Linked DNA regions of Capra hircus: region 1 is linked to region 2. The links are chromatin contacts, called in public Hi-C maps. All regions are on one chromosome and are shown on one strand. The core of a region is the stretch at or near the end of the contact, and the rest is flanking DNA. Distances in the headings are between cores, read along the strand shown.

Region 1 (5,493 bases), core at 582-3,081, 210 kb after region 2:
TATCCCCTAACTACTTCTATTTCCCATGTTTGTCCCCCACTCCTTTTTTCACCTTTCCAGATTTTTATTTTTTATTGGTGTAGTGCCCTAATGTAGGTGTTTAATACACTTTTTGAATCAATGCATTGTAGTGACACTAAAGACTTTACAAGTATCTGACCATTACATTTTATCTTAGCCACTGACCTAGAAGGGCAGTGTGGACAAAGGATGTCACCTGCCATATCAGTAAATGAAAAGATGTTGCAGCCATTAAGCCATCAGTCACAGAAGTCATCCACAGCTGTGCATGCTGAGGGGATTTAGGATGGAGAAAAGCAGGATACTGGTCCAGGATGGTAAGGTGCCTATCAAAGGAATGAGTTCAGTGAGCCCAGACTCTTGCATCTTCTCATACAAAGAAAAGCACTCATTCATTAACTTGAGATGTCTGGTTTTAATTAACAGTATTTTTTTAAAATGTTCTGACCCCCTGTTTTTTGTTGCAAAAGCTCCTGGCTCCTCCCTTACCTCTTTATGGTTGTTGCTTGGAGCTGAGAGGCTGTCTTCCTGGTTTGAGTCCTCAAAAAGTCCACCGAATAAAACATAATTCTCAACTTTTAGGTTTTGCTTTTTTTTTCCCCTCATTTGACAGAAGTCAGCCACTGGGAGAATATTTCAAGATGGCAAGTTCAGCCTCAGAATCACTGGAAACCACGATCCTTGCTGACTCTTCATGATAAACTTACACTGTTTCTAGTTATACGATCTATCCCCCCCCCCAACCCTGCCACCACCCTTTCTCTTAATTAAAGTAAATCCATGGCATTAGGATACACTTGGAAGAGCCCCCCTGGACTCAGTGCAGAGTTGCACTTGGGTCTGTGTTCCCTGGGCTGGGTAGGGAAAGAGCCTGCAGGGCTTGGAAAGGGTGAGTCCTTCCTAAGTTTCTTGTCCTTTATGGCACCTGTTCCCATTGGGGCAGTGCCTTCTGGTCAAATGCCTTTCTTTCCCAGAAGGGCACACTATGATACCCCTAATAGAGTGTTTTAACTACTTTCAGACCTAGACATGCATGGTGAAGGAAACTTCTCTCGGTCTGTGGCCTCATAAAAATGACTTCACCTCTGAGGAGGTGAAGCCAGGCAGTATTGCATCTGTGTTAAGAAGCACAGGTACAGGTCTGTGAAGAAGGTTGGGGGGAGTAGGTAAGACAGGGCTTCAGAAAACTGCATGAAACCTGAGAAGGGGGTGTGTGATTAGGAGTTTATATCCCATTTCTCCTAAACATGATGATTCAGCATGGATTGCATTCACCGTTTCTCACCTTGTGGAATATACAGGAGAGGGTCGGAGCCTGACCATCCCAGGCAGCTAAAGTGGAAGGCTGAACATAAAGCCTGGACTCAGAAGGCCACGAGGATGTTGCATGACCTTACAGGGTGCTACGAAACTTGGGGGATGGAAAAATTAGGGAAGATCAGACTGCCAGGAGGCCAAAGCTGAAAGAGGGCATTTTGGGCAGGATGACATCTCTCAGGGACTCTTGATGGGAGAGGTTGGACAGCAGAGCAAAGCAGTTGCCTAAATAAATCTCCTTTTCCAGCATTTTGCCCAGAGCTGGCTTTTACCCAGAGTTTGTTTACAATCCTGGGACATTGTTATTTTTTAGTACCTAACAATCACAGGATTAATAGCCTGCATGCTTTCTGCAATAACTGTGATGCACTACTGTCCTCTGCTGGATAAAAGAGGTACAGCATGGTGTGTGAAAGCAAACTCAGGGAGGTTAACTCAGGGAGGGTGGTGTTGCTAGTGAGTGGCCGCGGAGGTGACTTGGGCTTCAAAATCATTGCAGACGGTGAGTGAAACCATGAAATTAAAAGACGGTTGCTCCTTGGAAGAAAAGCTATGACCAACCTAGACAGCATATTAAAAAGCAGAGACACTACTTTGCCAACAAGTTTCCGTCTAGTCAAAGCTATGGTTTTTCCAGTTGTCATATATGGATGTGAGAGTTGGACTATAAAGAAAGTTGAGCGCCAAAGAATTGACAGTTTTGAACTGTGGTGTTGAAGAAGACTCTTGAGAGTTCCTTGGACTGCAAGGTGATCAAACCAGTCAATTATAAAGGAAATCAGTCCTGAATATTCATTGAAAGGACTGATGCTGAAGCTGAAGCTGAAGCTCCGATGCTTTGGCCACCTGATGCAAAGAACTGACTGTTTTGAAAAGACCCTGACGCTGGGAAAGATTGAAGGCAGGAGAAGAAGGCGATGACAGAGGATGAGATGGTTGGATGGCATCACCGATGCAATGGACATGAGTTTGAGCAAGCTCCGGGAGTTGGTGATGGACAGTGGGGCTGGCATGGTGCAGTCCACGGGGTCGAAAAGAGCCGAACACGACTGAGTGACTGAACTGAACTAAACTGATGGAGGTGACATCTTGCAAGGGCATGTACCTCGGTCAGATGCTCTCTGTCCTTCATTTCTATCACTCCATGGTCTCTGGAATCTACCAAAACATTCTGGTCAACCACTGTGATCTTTGCTAAGTATGAAAAAACACACACAGTGATTTCCAAGCTGATTCTGAAGGTTTAGGACACAGGAAATCTTCATTTGACACAAAAATCACACAATTTAAGTTTAGACTATTTTAGTCTTGCAGTGGGTTCCTTCTAGAGGGTTGAAAAAAAATTGTACTTCTGATGCTTTTTCCTCTAAGTCAAACCCATTCTATTATCTTAACTGATTCACTTGGAATTCCCTTCCCTATGAAAATTTCTATCAAACACAACTTCACAGAGTTAGAGACTCCACAGTATGTAAGTTTCCCAAGGATAAGTCCTTTGTTCAGTGGCATTTATCTCAGCTTCCATCACAGTGTCTGGCACCTCATAAATACTCAGTAAACAGTTATAAAACGATTGACCAAGTAAATGAATACTTGAAAATCACCCGATACTTTTCAAACTGCCAGTGTATCCCCTTTACCAGGTCTTTAAATCATCTTAATGATCATGACAACCAGAATTTAGTTTTTAAAAAGAAATAGAATATTAATTATCAGGATGCATCAAATGTTGAGTGGGTGAAATTCAGTGGAAACACATTTTAAGATGTATTTAAATACACCCATTGGTATTGTGGGTATTACTGTGGTCAGAGTCAAAAACACTTGGAAAGTGATTAACACCACCCAGCCCCTCATTTTACTGATGCAAAACCCCCAGGTCAAAAGAGATTAAAGAAACATGGGTGAATGACTGGTTACTAACTGGGTATCTCTTACACTTAATCCCAATCCTCGCACAGCTGGGAAAGATATTCCTCCTTCAGCATGTGAGGGATCATTGATTCTGGCATCCTGTTTTTGAGACCTCTCTGCCTTGGTATTTCACAGGATGGAGAAAGAGATGTGTTAGAGTGATGGGACAGTAATATCAATTACAGGTTTGAATTCCAAATGCAGACAGGACGTGAATCCGCTGATTCAGGTAAATGGCAACCTTGAACGTGGGGAGATGTCTCCTCCTCTCCCACTCAACATCTCGATCCATTCTTCATCCTTCTCTCCTCTCACATGTGCAGCGTGGAACAGAATGTACCCAGCATGGAACAGAACGTAAGCAGCCTGAGACGGAAAGTAACAAGCCGTGTTGAGAGTGCTGAGAGCCACGTTCACGTCCTCCCTGAGTCATGAATATTTCTATGAACTTGGACAACTTACATGAGTTTTTTTTTTCCTTACATGTGTTTTTGGTTTTTTTCATCTCTACATTGAGAAGGCTGGGCCAGAAATAGTGATCATTAATTGCTTTGAAAACCTAGCGAAAGCTGTCCTGCCTTCCCCAAAAGCATATACTCACAGGTATAGATTTCAGCTATGACTTTATGGAATTGGGAGCCTCAGGGGGTCTCGGCTCTAGAGCTGTCCCCTCTCTGAAATCTTACATAAGGAGGAGTCCGTATCATAGCTCCCTGGAAGCAGAATGATGTGTCGGTTCAAAGTATTGACTGTAGAAAGCTCTTCAGGACAGACGACCCTTTTTTGCCAACAAATGAATTGCAGAGAAGGGGACAAAAAGTGAAGTGGAAGGGAAACCAATAGATTAAAAGTCTTCAGTAACAAATCAACCAGCTGCAATGTGTGGGCCCTGTTGAGATTCTAATGTAAACAAATGCACTTTAAAAATAACGATGGCATTAATGAGACTGCTGGGAATTTGAACATGAGAATGTCCAAGAATTGTTCTCCTGTATTTTAGAAATGATCGGTATGGTGGTTTTGCAAGAATGTCTTCATCGAGAAAACGATAACATGTCTGCTATTTGCTTTAAAATAATGTGAGAAGTGAGTCAGGGTAGATGAAGCCAGATTGCCCATTAGTTGACCTTTGTTGACATGATTAAACACTTCACTAAATACTTCTGTCTACTTTTGTATATATTGAAATTTTCTATAATAAAAAGTTAAAAAATTTTTTAAAAAGTATGGACTCTGGAGCCAGATGGCCTGGGGCTGGGCCCTGATTCTACCACTTACCAGCTCTGAGACCTGTGGGAAGTGCCCAGTGACTGCCATTAGTGTGGTCTGGGGGACTCTTCTGAATGGTCTGTTTGAAGAGAGACAGGGAACTGGAAAAATGATGGATGATCAACTGAAGACAGAGAAAGGGGCAAGTGTGTTAGGCATTTTAAAGCCTGTGTAACATTTAGGAAGCTTGGTAGCTATCACGTAAGTCTTTCTTTCCGCATTCTTCTTGGACTCTCCAAACTCTCAAAAAGCATCTCATAGACACACAAAGACACACACACACACACATAGATGCACACAGAACAGACACAAAGACACAGACACACACAAACACACACACACACATAGATGCACACAGAACAGACACAAAGACACAGACACACACAAACACCCACACACCCCACATCCCTTTAGCAGGTAGGAGGGACTCCAAACCCTGAGTCTGGGTTACGGAAAGGCACCCATTTCGCCTGTGTGCTGTGGAGGAGGCTGGGGGTCAGGGTCTCCCTCAGCGCCCTGGACTGGGGTCCGGTTCCCGCGGTCACCACCTCCTTTTGACACCACGGGGATGGTGAGCAGACTGTGACTTTGCAGCCGTGGCAGGTGGGTGGGTGGCTGTGGGAGATGAGAAGAGGCCAGGACCCCAGAGGGAACTCGCCAAGGTGGCCCAGGTGCCCCGGCTTCACCGGGCTGGGTCGGATTAGCAGCGCTGGGACCGGCTGTTCCGAACGTCTTCTCTGCGTTTATCCTCCCACCACACGCGTGATAAGCTTCCCGGAGTATCTCCACTGCGTTTACACGTGAGACTACAGATCTGCGCCTTCCTTTAGTGGGTGTGGGTGGCGAGGGGGGCGGTTCTCCCTGTTCTCGTCTTCCCCCAGCCCCTCCCGAGCCTGCTGAGCTGAGAGATCCACGCCACTGGGCGGCCAGACTGTGTCAGCTGATGGAGGTAAAAGCTGAGATCACCTGGAA
Region 2 (6,183 bases), core at 1,378-3,877:
AAACCAACATCATAAGGGACTTGTTGATTTTTAAACAAATGACAAAGCCTGTGTCAGGTCCTTGATTCTTTTCTTCTTCCAGATCATTTAGGCCTTATCATTTAGGCCTCTCTCTGCTCATCAGTAAAACAAATTTTGAACAAGCATCTCAATACATGTGTATCATTTATCTCTAAAGTAGACATATTGTGGATATTTTTAATACAAATATATAAATAAGAGACATAAAGTAAAACTTTAAAAGGAAAATATGAATAAGATTAAACAGGTATTTCCCATATTTAAAAGACGACATATTTCTTTCTGTCCCAAGATATGGTAGAATACTTTCATTCTTTCTGTCTTCTTTTCCAATAATAGTTTTCTGAGTTGCTTGCAGCCTTCAGGATATCCTTCTCTTTGATGCAGTGGTAAAACTGGATAAACACGATCAAGAGTCAAATTCTCTCTGACCTGCAGCTCTGTTCTCACACTCATGTGACACTGAGGCTCAGTCCAATGTGATGACATTAAGCTAAATATCCACTCAACACAAATGTTTGAACATGGAATACTTGGAATTTTACTTATTAGCAACGACAAGTTTTTAGATTTGTAGGAATTCATTTCTTCAAAAACGTCCACCCACTGTTTCCACAGGCTTGTTGTGACAGCCCAGCTGCTGACATCTGTAAATTCATCATATAACCACAGGATATTTTGGTCACTGCCTCTGAATCAGGAAAAGTGACTGTACTCAGTTTCATAAAATAATCAAAGCACCCAAAGGACAAGGCATGTCTGTTCAGGTAGGACACCCACCCTAATTCAGTAGCTGCTGTCGACACTTTTAACTGAAGGCTGATTTCATTTTCCCAAAAGACAACACTTTTTGGTTTGTTTGGAAGCACTCACCTCTCTCATTCTGAACTTGCCAGGTTCAATCTCCAAATGTGCTTTCACATCCCCTTCTCCACTATGCCCAATCCCAAAGTCTTTCTCACACACTGTACAGGATGCTCTGTGTGGATTATTTACCACCATCCACCCCTTTCGATCCAACTGTATGTGTCCTTCCATTTGCTGTTAACGTAAGAGTGAAAGTCACGTTGCTCAGTTGTGTCTGACTCTTAGCGACCCCATGGACTGTAGCCTACCAGGCTTCTCTATCCATGGGATTTTCCAGGCAAGAATACTGGAGTGGGTTGCCAATTCCTTCTCCAGGAGATCTTCTCGACTGATACCCGACTCCAGTATTCTTGCCCGGAAAATCCCATGGATGGAGGATCCTGGTGGGCTACAGTCCATGCAGTTGCTAAGAGTCCGACATGACTGAGCAACTTCACTTTCACTTTCATGCCTTGGAGAAGGAAATGGCAACCCACTCCAGTGTTCTTGCCTGGAGAATTCCAGGGACGGAGGAGCCTGGTGGGCTGCCGTCTATGGGGTCGCACAGAGTCGGACACCACTGAAGCGACTTAGCAGCAGCAGCTCCTGCATTATAGGCAGGCGCTTTACCGTCTGAGCCACCAGGGAAGTTAACGTAACACAGTTGTTTAGCCTTTTTTGCGTTGGTCGTTCTCATTTTCGTTATCTGACCTCTTAGAAAACATGGTCACAATACTCAGTGTTATTAAAAAAAAAAAGTTAAAACTAGCACTCTCCTGATACAAAACATGACAGTTAATACACAGGCTGGGTGTCCAAGTTTATGTCACCAATGAACAATTTTCTGAAAAGGTCGGGTGAGACACATGGCCACAAGAAGTCTTACAAGGAAGTCATGAGCTTTGAATGTCTTACTAGAAATCCACGAGCTAAGGAAGGGCTGGATCTCCCAAAGTTTTCACTGGAAGGATTACAAATAAAGCCACAATCCGCAGCAAAAGTCCATTCTCACTCACCCTGAGGATGAAAGATTTCATTCTGGAAAGACAGCTACACCACCTCCTTACTGAGATCTCAACTCCACCGAGGCCCTAACAAAACTCAAGACCGCAGCCCCTCCAGGCTGGGAGGGGAAAGAAAGGGCAACCTGGCCGGGCCAGCGGTCACAACTGGAAGACACCCTCTTATCAAAGTGCTACCGTCTATCCCTGTCTTCCTCTGTGCTCAGATGTCGCTATCAGGAAACGTGGGCTTCCTGGGGCAGAGACTGCGGTCACAAGGTGAGTCCGTTCCCAGCTGGAGGGGAGAACGTGCGGGGGGATGGAGGTCTTGGCTGGGGCACCGCAGGACTTGGCTCAGCCCCAGTCCGAGTGCACACTTCACTCCCGGCCTCCTACCCTCTAGGCCAGGCGGCATGGGGACGATGCCCAAGGCCACCCAGGGACTCTCGAGTTTCCCAGCCCCTACCCGCGACCTGCTCGCTCTTCGAAGGTTCTCTGGAGGCCCCGTGCCTGTTCTCGGCTGGGCGCATCGTCTCCACAGGCTGCTCGCCCTGACCTGCTTCTGACCCCCATGGCAGATCCAGCTGTACCCTCCCCGGCGAGGACGCCGCAGAGCCCGCTAATGGGCACCGGTCACAGGCCAGACCATAGTCGGGACCATCTCTTTTGGTCGTGAGCGACCAGCAGACCGCTTCTACGGCCGAGGTGGGCGGGCCCATATCACCTAACTCGCATGGTCATTGGTCGAGCTCATCAGCCACTCAGTCGTGCGCTGGCGTCCCATTGGCTCCAACGGGGCCTCTATAAATCCGGGGAAGTTCGGTGTCTGAGAAAGCTGAGTGGTCAACACGCGTCAGAGGGTTCTCCGGGCGGGTCAGAAGGTTCTCAGAGCGCGTCGGAGGGTTCCCGAGGCCGGTGAAGCCGGCGGAGGTCGCCTCTGCCAGCCGACGCCTCAACCGGGCATTAGCCTCAGGCTTCAGGGAAGTGAAAGCGAGCCAAGAGTAAGACAAAAACCAGTACAAATAAATCCCCAAGTCAAAACAGCTACAGTCGAATTCAAGGAAAGCAAAGGTAAAAGAGAAAAGTACAATTAAGCCAGACTTTTTTTTTTTTTTTTTTGCATAGGCGAAGTAAACAGATGAATTTCAGGGCATTGAATTCTAGAAAAGATAAAACGGGAATCTTAACTTCAATTTTAGGATTTCTATTTTATTTATTTACGATTTCTATTTATTTATTTAGGATTTCTATTTTATTTATTTCTATTTTATTTCTATTTATTTATATATTATTATAGAATTTTTAGGATTTATATTTTTTACCGATTTCTATTTAGAACTTGATGACCAACCTAGATAGCATATTCAAAAGCAGAGACATTACTTTGCCGACTAAGGTCCGTCTAGTCAAGGCTATGGTTTTTCCTGTGGTCAGGTATGGATGTGAGAGTTGGACTGTGAAGAAGGCTGAGCGCCAAAGAATTGATGCTTTTGAACTGTGGTGTTGGAGAAGACTCTTGAGAGTCCCTTGGACTGCAAGGAGATCCAACCAGTCCATTCTGAAGGAGATCAGCCCTGAGATTTCTTTGGAAGGAATGATGCTAAAGCTGAAGATCCAGTACTTTGGCCACCTCATGCCAAGAGTTGACTCATTGGAAAAGACCCTGATGCTGGGAGGGATTGGGGGCAGGAGGGGAAGGGGACGACAGAGGATGAGATGGCTGGATGGCATCACTGACTCAATGGACATGAGTTTGAGTGAACTCCAGGAGTTGGTGATGGACAGGGAGGCCTGGCGTGCTGCGATTCATGGGGTCGCAAAGAGTCGGACACGACTGAGCGACTGAACTGAACTGAAGCGCAAGTCGAGTTTCTTGTTTGGGTGCCTTACCTGCGAAAGGCGGCAGGGGGCACTAGATGCTCTCGTTTCGCTCAGGTAGCCGGGACTTTTTAAACCTTGATAGATTGACGAACGGTCTGACACCAAATAATTTGCTCAGAAAAACAGATCGGTGGTCTGCGTAAAAGAATGTACAAAAAAAGTAATGCTTTCTGCACTGCGACCTGTAGACTAAGGAGTACAGGTTCTTGAAATATTGTGGCGAGGGGAAGGGTCAGTTCCAGGATATAAGGGGAAATTTTAAGGTGGGCTCTGAAAGAGGCAGGCGGTGGAGAATGAGCAAGGTACCTCTGACTCGTTTACCTACGCCTGCCTTCTAGACTCATTTTGAACTTTTGCCTAGAACAGGGGACTTTCTGTGCTAAGACCAGGACTGAGAGGTTTCCTGGAATAATTGTAAACAATAATGATAACAACTAACATTTAATGAGTCTAGTGGGCCGGCCACCTTCTAAGCATTTAATCCTCTCAGTAACCGTCTAAGATAGATACTGAGTCGTTCTACAGAAGAGGAAACTGAGGCAGCTTGCCAGAGCTCATGCTGACAGCTGAGAAGTGTCGATCCAGGTTAAAGAAGAGTGTGTATACCGTCTCTGCAGTCGTCGTGCGTGGGCTCCCATCATGGCTCCACTGCATATTTTATTAATACAGGAAAGCACATAACATTTTGACTGGTACAGAAGAAATACTCAATAGTGTTTGCTATTACTATTAAAAGAGTGGTCCTTGCTTTCCAAGACTTTAAAATCTACTTTCAGTGGTCCTTATGACACATAAGGCAGTAGAGATGTCTCTGATGGGTGACTGGGACAGAGAATAGATGCATGGAAGTGAGTGGAGGAGGAAAACAGCTGTGAAACAAGAGTGGTCAGGTCTGGCTCGCAGATCACTGAATGCTTAAATGAGTAGCCTACATATCATCATCAGAAAGTAGTCTCAGATCCCGAATGGCTTGAGCTGATCACTGTAGTCTCTGTATTTAGATACCATATGGGTGTGCGTGTTTAATTAAAACTGTAGTCAGGACTTTCCTGGAGGTTCAGTGGTTAAGACTCTGTGCTCCCAAAGCAAGGGGCAGGGGTTCTATCTCTGGTCGGCGAACTAAGATCCCACAAGCCACACGGTGAGGCCAAAAGAAAAATGTAGTCAGTTTTTATTAGTCACTGAAATTGTCCTAAGGAATGTTAGGGTATCTACTCTTCTAGCTGGAGGAAGCACTTATTAAGTTTTCAGAGAAAACATTTATTAATTTCACAAATAATTATCTGTTTGATGTTATATGGTCAGGCCATTTTGGATGGCTGTTCTCTTGCTCTTTGTACATCCCCTGCTCCACCAGCCCCTACTTCACTCACATAAATACTCAGTCCTCTTAATTATAGGGCTTAATTAGTCCCTGGCAACAGACATCAATTCTCCCTGTGTATGGTAGCCTCCTCCTCCCCTGAGTAGCAAAGGCTGTTGCCATGTCCTGTCCACTGGTTGTGTTGAGTTGTCGCTCCAGGACCCTTGGTAGGATTCCCCCGTCCAATAAACCACCCCTGTCTCTGTCGCTGTCTCCAGGCTGTTTCTTTGGTCTCGAGGCTGAACAACTACAGGGCTTGCAGACCTGTGGGATGCCCCGCAACAGATGTCAAGCCCTGGAATAGGAGTCTGAGAATAGGATTCAGAGTTAGAGACTGACTCTGGAGCAAGGGGAGTGGGAAGGGATATTATAATTGAAACCTGAAGTCTGAGAGGGAGCCAGCAGCAAGGAGTCAGGGGGGTCCTCATTGCAGGCAGCAGGAATGCCTGAGCAAAGGCCCTTGCAGGGGGGCTGGATGGGAAGGGCTCCATGCCTGGTGAGACCCAAAGGAGGGTGGGAGTAGAGAATAGTGAATTAGAGGCAGAGTAAATTGGTGCAGCAACAAGCAGTGTTCATAAAGAGCTGGGCTGATGGGTTTCCTGCCTCTGAGTCTTTTATTTAAATCGTCTTGACTGCAGCCTCCAGGTGTTGCTGAAGGGAAATTTCCATTATGGGGTGAGAGGTAACCTTGTGCATTGCTTTGTTTCCATTGGTTGTTCTTAACTGGAGTTGAATGCTTTGCATCTGTGTATGCTTAAATCCACAAGTGCCTCTGTTTCAGAGGAGATGACTCCTGACCTGTCCTGCTTAGCAGTAAAAGAATGGTAAAATGGATTTACATTCATTCACTAGCATCTCTGTCTAACTTCATCTTTCCCTAAAGATTTCTTGGAATAAAAAAAAAATATTAAAGATAGCTCATTTTTTCTATTCTATGGGTCTCCATGGAGCCAATTCTGTACTAGTAGTGTAAAAATCAAACAGATGTGAGAAAGAGGACTTGATGTACAGAGTTAATTTGTGTTTCTTCTTCAGATCTCTGAGCAAGCAACCCTTAATGCAATAAAAATG

Evidence for each region. A called contact is a pair of places that touch in the nucleus more often than the background predicts.
Region 1: a contact with region 2 is called in a Hi-C map of blood, with 5 times the contacts expected there. The contact joins the promoter of EFHC1 here to the enhancer-like site in region 2. A contact is called at or near these places in 4 of 5 Hi-C or Micro-C datasets (blood and liver).

Annotation. Positions count from the first base shown.
Region 1 is chr23:24,322,627-24,328,119 of ARS1.2, forward strand. It overlaps EFHC1 (EF-hand domain-containing protein 1), which reads right to left and starts at 1,832. Exons shown (of 12, transcript XM_018039281.1): 1 at 511-1,832; 2 at 187-347. LOC108633557 (a long non-coding RNA gene) reads right to left here and starts at 4,855. Exons shown (of 2, transcript XR_001917138.1): 1 at 4,531-4,855; 2 at 2,572-3,618.
Region 2 is chr23:24,108,819-24,115,001 of ARS1.2, forward strand. No RefSeq gene overlaps it. Among named protein-coding and RNA genes, the nearest start is that of TMEM14A, 5.4 kb to the left of the region's middle. Within about 2 kb of position 2,628, at least 5 of the 5 cell types and tissues checked have an H3K27ac peak or open chromatin away from gene starts, as enhancers often do.